2 separate regions of the Zea mays genome follow, and region 1 is linked to region 2. The links are chromatin contacts, called in public Hi-C maps. All regions are on one chromosome and are shown on one strand. The core of a region is the stretch at or near the end of the contact, and the rest is flanking DNA. Distances in the headings are between cores, read along the strand shown. Region 1 holds the start of LOC103650339. Region 2 has its middle 7.5 kb from the start of LOC100192709.

Region 1 (4,049 bases), core at 1-2,500, 330 kb before region 2:
GCACCGGTGCATTCAAACACCCTGTTAGTTATATGCGTGGGGATTTTCCATCCCTAGGTTTAGCCTACCTTGCTCCCAAAGTAGATCTAAAAGTGATTTTAGCCGACTCAACCCCTCCTATTTTCTTGGTCTCAAACTGATCTTTGTCGCTTGTTTGGGAGCACCTTGCTATTCATTTTTTTAGTAAGAGGGGTTTAGAGCTAGTTTGGTAGAAAAGAATCAGAGCGGGTATCCTTTGTTATTGTTATTTAAAATTGAATAACAAAGTATTTTCTCACCATCAATTCTGTCTAATCATCTTTGCTCGATATAACACGGCGGAGGGCGCGCTCTGCCACTCTCTCTCTCTCCTATGCTGCTCCTTGACTCAAGTGGCGTCGTCTATGAACCACCGACCTGCTAGTTGCATCTACTCCTAACTCGGACAAGCTCACACGCATAGCCATTATTTACCTACGCAGTGATGCTGACGTGCAGAGCTGCTGGAGGCCAGCACAGACAGCAGCAGGAGAGTACGTGTATAGGTACTGTTGGAGATGGCGGATACGGATGGCCATCGCATCGCAGCTCCAATCTTCTCCAACTGGTCAACGTACACCACCGGTTTCCACTATGGACAGGAGCTACCCTGCGTGCACAGTACTAGATTATGTGCATTGTTGTTTCAAGACCAAGAGGTAATGCATGATAAATTGTGACTCGTATACGATGTGCAAGCAGGATCTAGTGCTACCCTCCAATTAATCCAACCAGCTCAGTTACAGTTCCTGCGTGCCCACCTTCTGAACAGACGAACCACCAACATCATCTCAGTTTACAGCCACGCTGCTGCTGCCCATGCAGCTGCACCTGCTGCACCTGCTTCTGCTTCTGCTGCAGCTGATCGCGCTTCAAATCCTACCAGCAGTCTACATACAGCTTACAAGGAGAGATTTTGAGGTGGCTCTCCTGGGCTGGGCTGGGCTGGCATTATGACGTGTACATGTACGTAGGTGGAGGTGCGTGGGGAGATTTGCGACATTTATTAAGGTCACTCTAGCTAGCTACTCGCCACCTTCAATGCCGGCCTGCCCTCCCGTTAATGCGGGTTGGATGAAGGCCATTGAAGCCTCCTCCCTCCCCTGCATGAACTCTCAGCATGAGCATCACCCCTCCCGTCAATCAAAACTACAGTGCTGTGCTACTACCCCTCTAGTCCAGCAATTGTCAGTTCTCTCCTCCTCCTAGCTAGCTATATATTGGTATGTACGTATATAAATAGACCCGTGGTGTGGTGGTGGCCAGCCACGACCGGCCATGACCACCGAGTTCCTCAGGGTGAAGAAGTTCCACCAGGACGAGGCCGCCCGGAGCCGGAGACTGATAGAGCTGCAGCCGGAGCTGTCGCTCGGCCCAGTGTGGCCGGGCTTGGCAACCGGTGGTGGCCTGGCAGCCAAGAGCTCCTCGATCGAGTCTCATGGAAGCCCCCGGAAGAAGAGGAAGAACTATACGGCGGCCAGCTGGGACTGGGAGGTGCATCAGCAGCCGCCCGCGAGCCTGGATCTCCAGCTCAACCACCCCCTGCCTCTCGACTGGGAACAGTGCCTCGACCTCCAAGTGAGTACCAATACTCTCTGTGAGTAAAATATCACCTACAAGTGTCCTGCCATGATTAATTGTCTCTCATCATTGTGTATTTTTTGTTTTTTGGCATGCAGTCTGGGAGGATGTATTACCTGAACAGGAAGACGCTGAAGAAGAGCTGGGTTCGACCCCGGGAGCAGAGCCTGAATAACGTGGACCTCAACATCTCCACAGCTCCCGACGAGGATGAGCCAGGGAAACCCGCTGGCACCTTGTTCTCTGGAGGCAACATGGTGGCCGTGCCGTGCGCCAACTGTCACCTCCTAGTCATGCTCTGCATGTCCTCCCCGTCCTGCCCCAACTGCAAGTTCGTGCAGCCGCTGCCACCTTCTGTTGTGCCGCCTGCCTATCCGAGGCTCGGTGCCGCCGTCAAGCCGCTGGAGACCCTCAGCCTTCTCCATTAGGCGCATGCACGCGCGCTCCACTGGCAGAAGCTTGTAGAAAGGAGGAAACCATAGTTGAGTTGTGTGGTGCATGGGTTAGTATTACTATTACCTGGGTAATGGGTGTATGAATGTGAAATCATGCATGCATATAAAAAGGGGTACGGTCGGTTGCACGAATCAAACAAATCAATCAAATCTACTTTATTTCCTTTGTTGTTCATCGCACTAGGAGTGGGAGTATCCTTTCCCCGGCCACCGAATTTCCATCGCAAATGAGCAGAGGAGACCCACTCCTGCATCAGGGTCAAGGATCATCCGGCCTCATGCTGTAGACCGTCCATACGTCGTAGAGAGCATTGTCAGTTAGTACACTTCTAGTGTTTGGTGTCGAGGTCAAGTACCGGCAACACGCTACCACTACCGGAATCGGGCTCTTTGCCGAGTGTCTGAAAAACACTCAGCGAAGGCTTTGCCGAGTATGACACTTGGCAAAGAGAGATCGGCGAACTGTACATCGTCAACGGCTTCTTTGTCGAGTACTTTTTATCGGGCACTCGACAAAGACTTTGCCGAGTGTCACTCGGTACTCGGCAAAGACAAGCCGCTGTCACGACGACTGGTAACGGAGAAGGTGCCTTTGCCGAGTGTTGTAGGTGACACTCGGCAAAGAGATTACCTTTGTGTAACACCCTTGGTGTTACCAAAACTAAAACTTTTGCATGACATCATTTGCACTAGCATTTCATTATGTATGATATACCTAAAGTGCATCCACTAGGTAAAAAATAAAAAAAAAGTTGTGATGTGATGCCTTGAATTGATCCTTAACCATAGGGTAGGGTGCTTACCCAAGGACTAGAAGCATGTGGGTGTGTGAGATAGCAATTTGATTATGAACTCAAAGGTTAGTGAAGATGTTCAAAAGAGACTAAACTTAGAGTGTTGGAGTGGTACATAAACCCTAGAACACTCAAACCCTAATAAGGACCCTAGAAACCCTAATTAGTGCCTTATGAGGTGACTCCAATTTTTATGCACTTTTGGACCAAAGTGCATATATCAAAGTAGTGGAGTAACAAAAACTAGGCAACTTTTATATTTGGAGATTTCCATGATTTATGGAACAAATTGGAGAAAATTGCAAAAAGGTCCCAAAGGCACCTAAATGCTTAACTCTGAAAAATAGTGATATTGTGATGAATTTTGATCCGTGGGGATTTTGCAATGGGGCACTACAACAAATTTGTAGAGCTATTAAAGTAGTCCAAGTTTGATTAAGGGAGTGAGCCCTAGAGTTGTACAAAAATTGGAGCAAAATGGCCTGGAAGTTGGGCTATCAGTCGGGGTTTGGCCTGAAGGTTAGACTGACAGTGGCATTAGATCAACTTGAGAGCTGAATTGTGCTTGATCGAGTGGAGGTATGAACAAGAACCCTATAACAAATTTAAAGCAGACATGATGGACAACAACTTTGCTATGGTCGGCTTGGTAGGTTGTTGAACGAAAGTCGAAGAGAAATGACTCTCAAATGGCCCTGTCAGGCGCGCTGAATTAACATTGCCATGGTATAGTACACTGAAGAAGATTCTGGTGCAGTGTACCTCGCCGCCGGTGAACGGGCGCCACGATTCGAGCTTGCCGTGAAAATTCGTGCACGGATCAACACGAATATTACCGATCAAGTGAAAAGATTGCGACTACGGATAAGTTTGTGAGCTAGCCACCGTAACCACTTGTTTTGCGACCGGCCGGAATGTCCTCGTTGGCATCCTCCGCTCGCCTCGAGGATGCGACATGCTTGGAGAAGTTACCACGTCGCAATAGGTCGCTGTGGACAGCCCATTTACCGCCAGGGGCCTTACCTCACCGAGCGCCACGACAGTTGCCCTCCGGTGACTCACCTCCCTTCCGTCCGTGAGATCCTTTCATCCCAAATTCCCGAAAGCACTCACGTAGCTACTACAAATTAAAGGCTCTCCCTGATCCGCCTTCTAGTTACACGCTTAGCGCACCCTTCCTCGCTTCCAATTACCCACCGGA
Region 2 (4,027 bases), core at 734-3,233:
AACTTATGAGCCATACAAGACGTAAAGTAGTCATCGCCAGCGGCCCAGGGAACAGGGTCTTTCCTATGCCACTGACCCCTGGTCACCTTCAGCATTCGCGAAGACGTTTCCCAGAGATCGGACGAAGTCATGACCTCCCCAAGCCCCGCGCATGTCCCCGCCAATTCCTCAACGAAACACCTAGAGGCCCTCGGCCTCACCATTATCCTATTCGTACCTTTCGCATCCATCTTCCTCTTTCGAGTCGCTGTAATCACGGGCTTCCCTTTCGAGGTGCCTTCCTCTGACTGGGTCTTCACCTTTTTCCCTCAGTCATCCCCAACATCAGCAGAACCCCCCTCCGGGTAAGGACCATACCGCAAACCATTCAACTCAAAAACTCGGTTCAACCTGACTTTGGAACCTCGTATATCCCAACTCCTAACTAACTCTGTTTTCGACAAATATTTACCAACAATTTTAACACCCTCCGACTCAACTTCCCTAACTAAGGTGGCCGCATCCCCCCCCCCTCGCAAATCAATGGCGAAGGCAGGGCTCTGCACCATCCGATCACCCAAAAAGGGCATCGGGCGAATCTTGACTTCGTCCGGATCCCAGCCATGAGCTAGCGGCCACACACCGTAGGCAACGAATTCTTCAACCAAATCCCGGTCGCTGCTCATCCGGGCTGCGTGCCAATAGGCCTTCGCCCTTATCTCCTTTCTTCACTTTATATTGTGGAAATGCCACATAGTAATGTGAACACAAGATAGACAGGGGCAGACTAGGCACCCCTTCGATGTCCTCTGGTGCCACATAAAACCAGAAATCACACCAATTACCTCACTTGTTCTTGACGCCCGACACAATCTCAACAACTTCGACCGATGTTTTCCCAGTCCTCGGCGTAAATGTGCAGGACCTAAATTGGGTAATCAATCCACCAATCATCTTCTTCTGCCAATGAAGATAGTAATTCTTGGCGAAGACCTCGACCGATGGTTCCTCGCCGTACGAAGTGACCGCCCAGACAAACTTCGCCAACGCTACCATATCGTTCAGCGTCAACTGATGAATTTGAATTTCGAACTTCCGCAGCACTTCAACTAGAAACCGGTGCACAGGCAAGCGAAGTCCACCAGTAAAAAAAGTCTTAAAAACAACTAACTCGCCCTCCGGCTCAAGGACACCTTCAGCTCCCGGCGCATCTGTTTTATTACACATTCCTAGCAAATTGTATGTGTTCTTTACAGGTGGCTGCTTCTCAAGTCTTGCGTCAGACCTAGCGACAGATAGGAGAGGAGAGGTTGAGAGAGGAGGAAGGCGGGTGGCATGCGTCTCCACTGTAGCTAGATCCGACGACGAACGAGAACGAAGACGTGCACGAGACAAGACCTAGATGCCAAGTCTTCTCTGCCATTTCTCTTCAGATCCACCACTTGTGAAGCTCCCTACACCCGACAAATCTAGTGAAGGGAGAAGACAGAGCAGATCTATTGATGGCGTGAAGGAAGGGGGCAATGGTAGAAGCAGAAATAGTGGAGGAAAGGGGTCGACGAGGGAAGTGGTGGTGGCGGACTCACCTAACTCAACGAATGACGGCGGAGCTCCTCACGACGGCGGGTCATGGATGCACTGGTCACACAAGAGAACAAAGGAGCAGAGAGAACGAGAACACTGACTGACGTCCAATCGATTTGGCCGAGCAGCCTCATTCCAGATATCAGTCGTATAATGGAATATAGCCGCTCCAAGAACCGCTCCGCTCTCTCACTGCGTAACCAAACACTAGAAAATAGAAATGGAGCCACTCCAGTCTCTCTCAGTCCTCAACCAAACACATTAGTTACTCGTACATACAATCTCTCTCTATAGGAGTATAACACAAGTGAACAAGAACTATAGTGGTAAGAGCCAAACGTTCGGAACAAAGTGGGCTGAGTCCAAATCTTGCACGCCCCATTTTGTTCTGCAAAATAACAAGGCCACTTCTAGCCCTGCTAACTTTACTGTGACGGCATTGACGCCCAGGAGTCTGCACAAAGTAAAACAGATGGCGCATGAGGCGGGAATCAGCCTGTCTTTGGTTGAATTTGAACATCATTTACTAACGGGCTTGAAACACATGGTTTGTGCTATCAACGTGGAGAATTCACTGAATACTAGATATGATGATAACATGAAAAGCAGTAGTTCACACATGAAATAAGCGTGCAAGAGTTGTACCAACCACATCCCAACCCAGGGAGACCACAATCTGGTAACAAAACAACCTGCTAGAGACTCAGGGAGCAATAGATAGCCATACCTTGCTTGCCCATTTACACCATGGCTTCCTCCTTCCTTGCTACAATGATCCTGGTCAACACTCTCATGTGGTCAGCCTCTAGTGAAACCATAGTCCCCAACCAGATGGTCAGCAGTTACATTGCCACCAGAGCACAGTAGATACAGCGGCCGCGCTACTTCACCTTTGTCATGCTCGTCAGGGTGGTGCAGGAGAAGATACCCCGTAGCACCTTCAGGATGCCCCGGGATAGGCTTCTGTCCCCTGCGTCCATCTCTGAGAGCCAGGTGTTGGACTTCCTATCCAGGCATTCCATCACTGTGCCCCTGATGTCATCGACCTCATCAGGCTTCCCAGTGGATCCATAGTCCCCACCCACCACTAGGGCGACAACCAACATCAAGCATCAGAAGCTCTACTTCAACGGCATCAAGCTCACAAGTCCTGATCTCTGCCACTTGGGAGAGTCATTCAGGTGGCCATTGAATAAATGGAGTCATAAGGCCAACATATGCGAAGAATAAAAGCGGCAACTTGCACTCGCAATGCCGGTCTAATTTCAGCAGCACCTGAGAAGACTTTGACCGAAAAACAATCTTGAGCACATCTTCTCTACCATCTCCCAACACAGGTTCTTCCACGATCACTGCTCACGCACCTGCAGCAGAAAGCCCTCAAAACTCAGACACTTCTATGTCAAAAACTAGATTGGCTAGTGCATACTACCCCAATGGTAGCATTGACGTTTACCATTTTTAAAATCTGGATTCAAAGCCAGGTTCTTGTTCAATGAATGAATCGAATCTTCATTCAAGGAAAATAAGTGCACAGGAGTAGAATTTTATCTTTGATATGAGCTAATAACATAAACCTTCTAGAAGTCTGGTAACTTCACCTCATGCATTATGATACCATAATAAAATTACCAGCAATAACTTACAAATAACAAACATATAGAAAAATTTAACTGTAAGGCAGACATACTAATGAACTATGCATACTCATGTAGGACATACTCCAGTCCAGAACCACTTTCCTGTAATAAACAAATCAAAATAAGATCATAAAAGTGAAGTGCCAGGAGCCCAAAAACTTGCCAGAATCAGGAGCAAGCTCAGGAAAACAAGTTTAACAAACCACTACTGACACTTCAAAAATAGATGGACGAGAAATGAATAACTGATATCAGTATCACTAAGCAGAAAAATAGCAATGTCTTTTAACCAAACTACCTACAGCAGGTGGATTATTCAAACTTAAAATCAAATACAGCCAAGGCTCACAATTTGAACAGGGTTGAAACAAACCTGGAAACTTCGATGTGAAATACTCCCTCCGTCCCATAATATAGTTCTTTCTAGCCCTCTTTTTTTTGTTCACATTCAAATAAGTGATAATGAATAGACAGACATACAAACTACATCCATAGATCAATGTGAAATACTCCCTCCGTCCCATAATATAGTTCTTTCTAGCCCTCTTTTTTTTTATTCACATTCAAATAAGTGATAATGAATAGACAGACATACAAACTACATCCATAGATCAATTAATCAATATGTGTTTGATCTAAAACGAATTATATTTTGGGACAGGAGGGAGTATAAAATAGATGACGCAAAAAAGAGGGACTTGCATACTACACGCACACCCCTACACCCGAAAATAGACGACGCAAAAAGAGGGACTTGCATACTACACACGCACGCACACACACATTCATTGTTGCAGAGGTTGAGACGTTCTTCCTCATCTATT

Evidence for each region. Hi-C and Micro-C count contacts between places; a contact is called where the count stands out from the background.
Region 1: a Hi-C map of ear shows a contact between it and region 2, with 2.4 times the contacts expected there. The contact joins the promoter of LOC103650339 here to the enhancer-like site in region 2. A contact is called at or near these places in 2 of 25 Hi-C or Micro-C datasets (ear and endosperm).

Annotation. Positions count from the first base shown.
Region 1 is chr3:101,762,781-101,766,829 of Zm-B73-REFERENCE-NAM-5.0, reverse strand. LOC103650339 reads left to right here and starts at 1,250. Exons shown (of 2, transcript NM_001374176.1): 1 at 1,250-1,596; 2 at 1,698-2,216. The coding sequence starts at 1,297. The coding sequence ends at 2,027.
Region 2 is chr3:101,437,962-101,441,988 of Zm-B73-REFERENCE-NAM-5.0, reverse strand. No RefSeq gene overlaps it. Among protein-coding and RNA genes, the nearest start is that of LOC100192709, 7.5 kb to the right of the region's middle. Within about 2 kb of position 1,983, at least 7 of the 20 cell types and tissues checked have an H3K27ac peak or open chromatin away from gene starts, as enhancers often do. A contact at or near this core is called in ear, where this site is marked.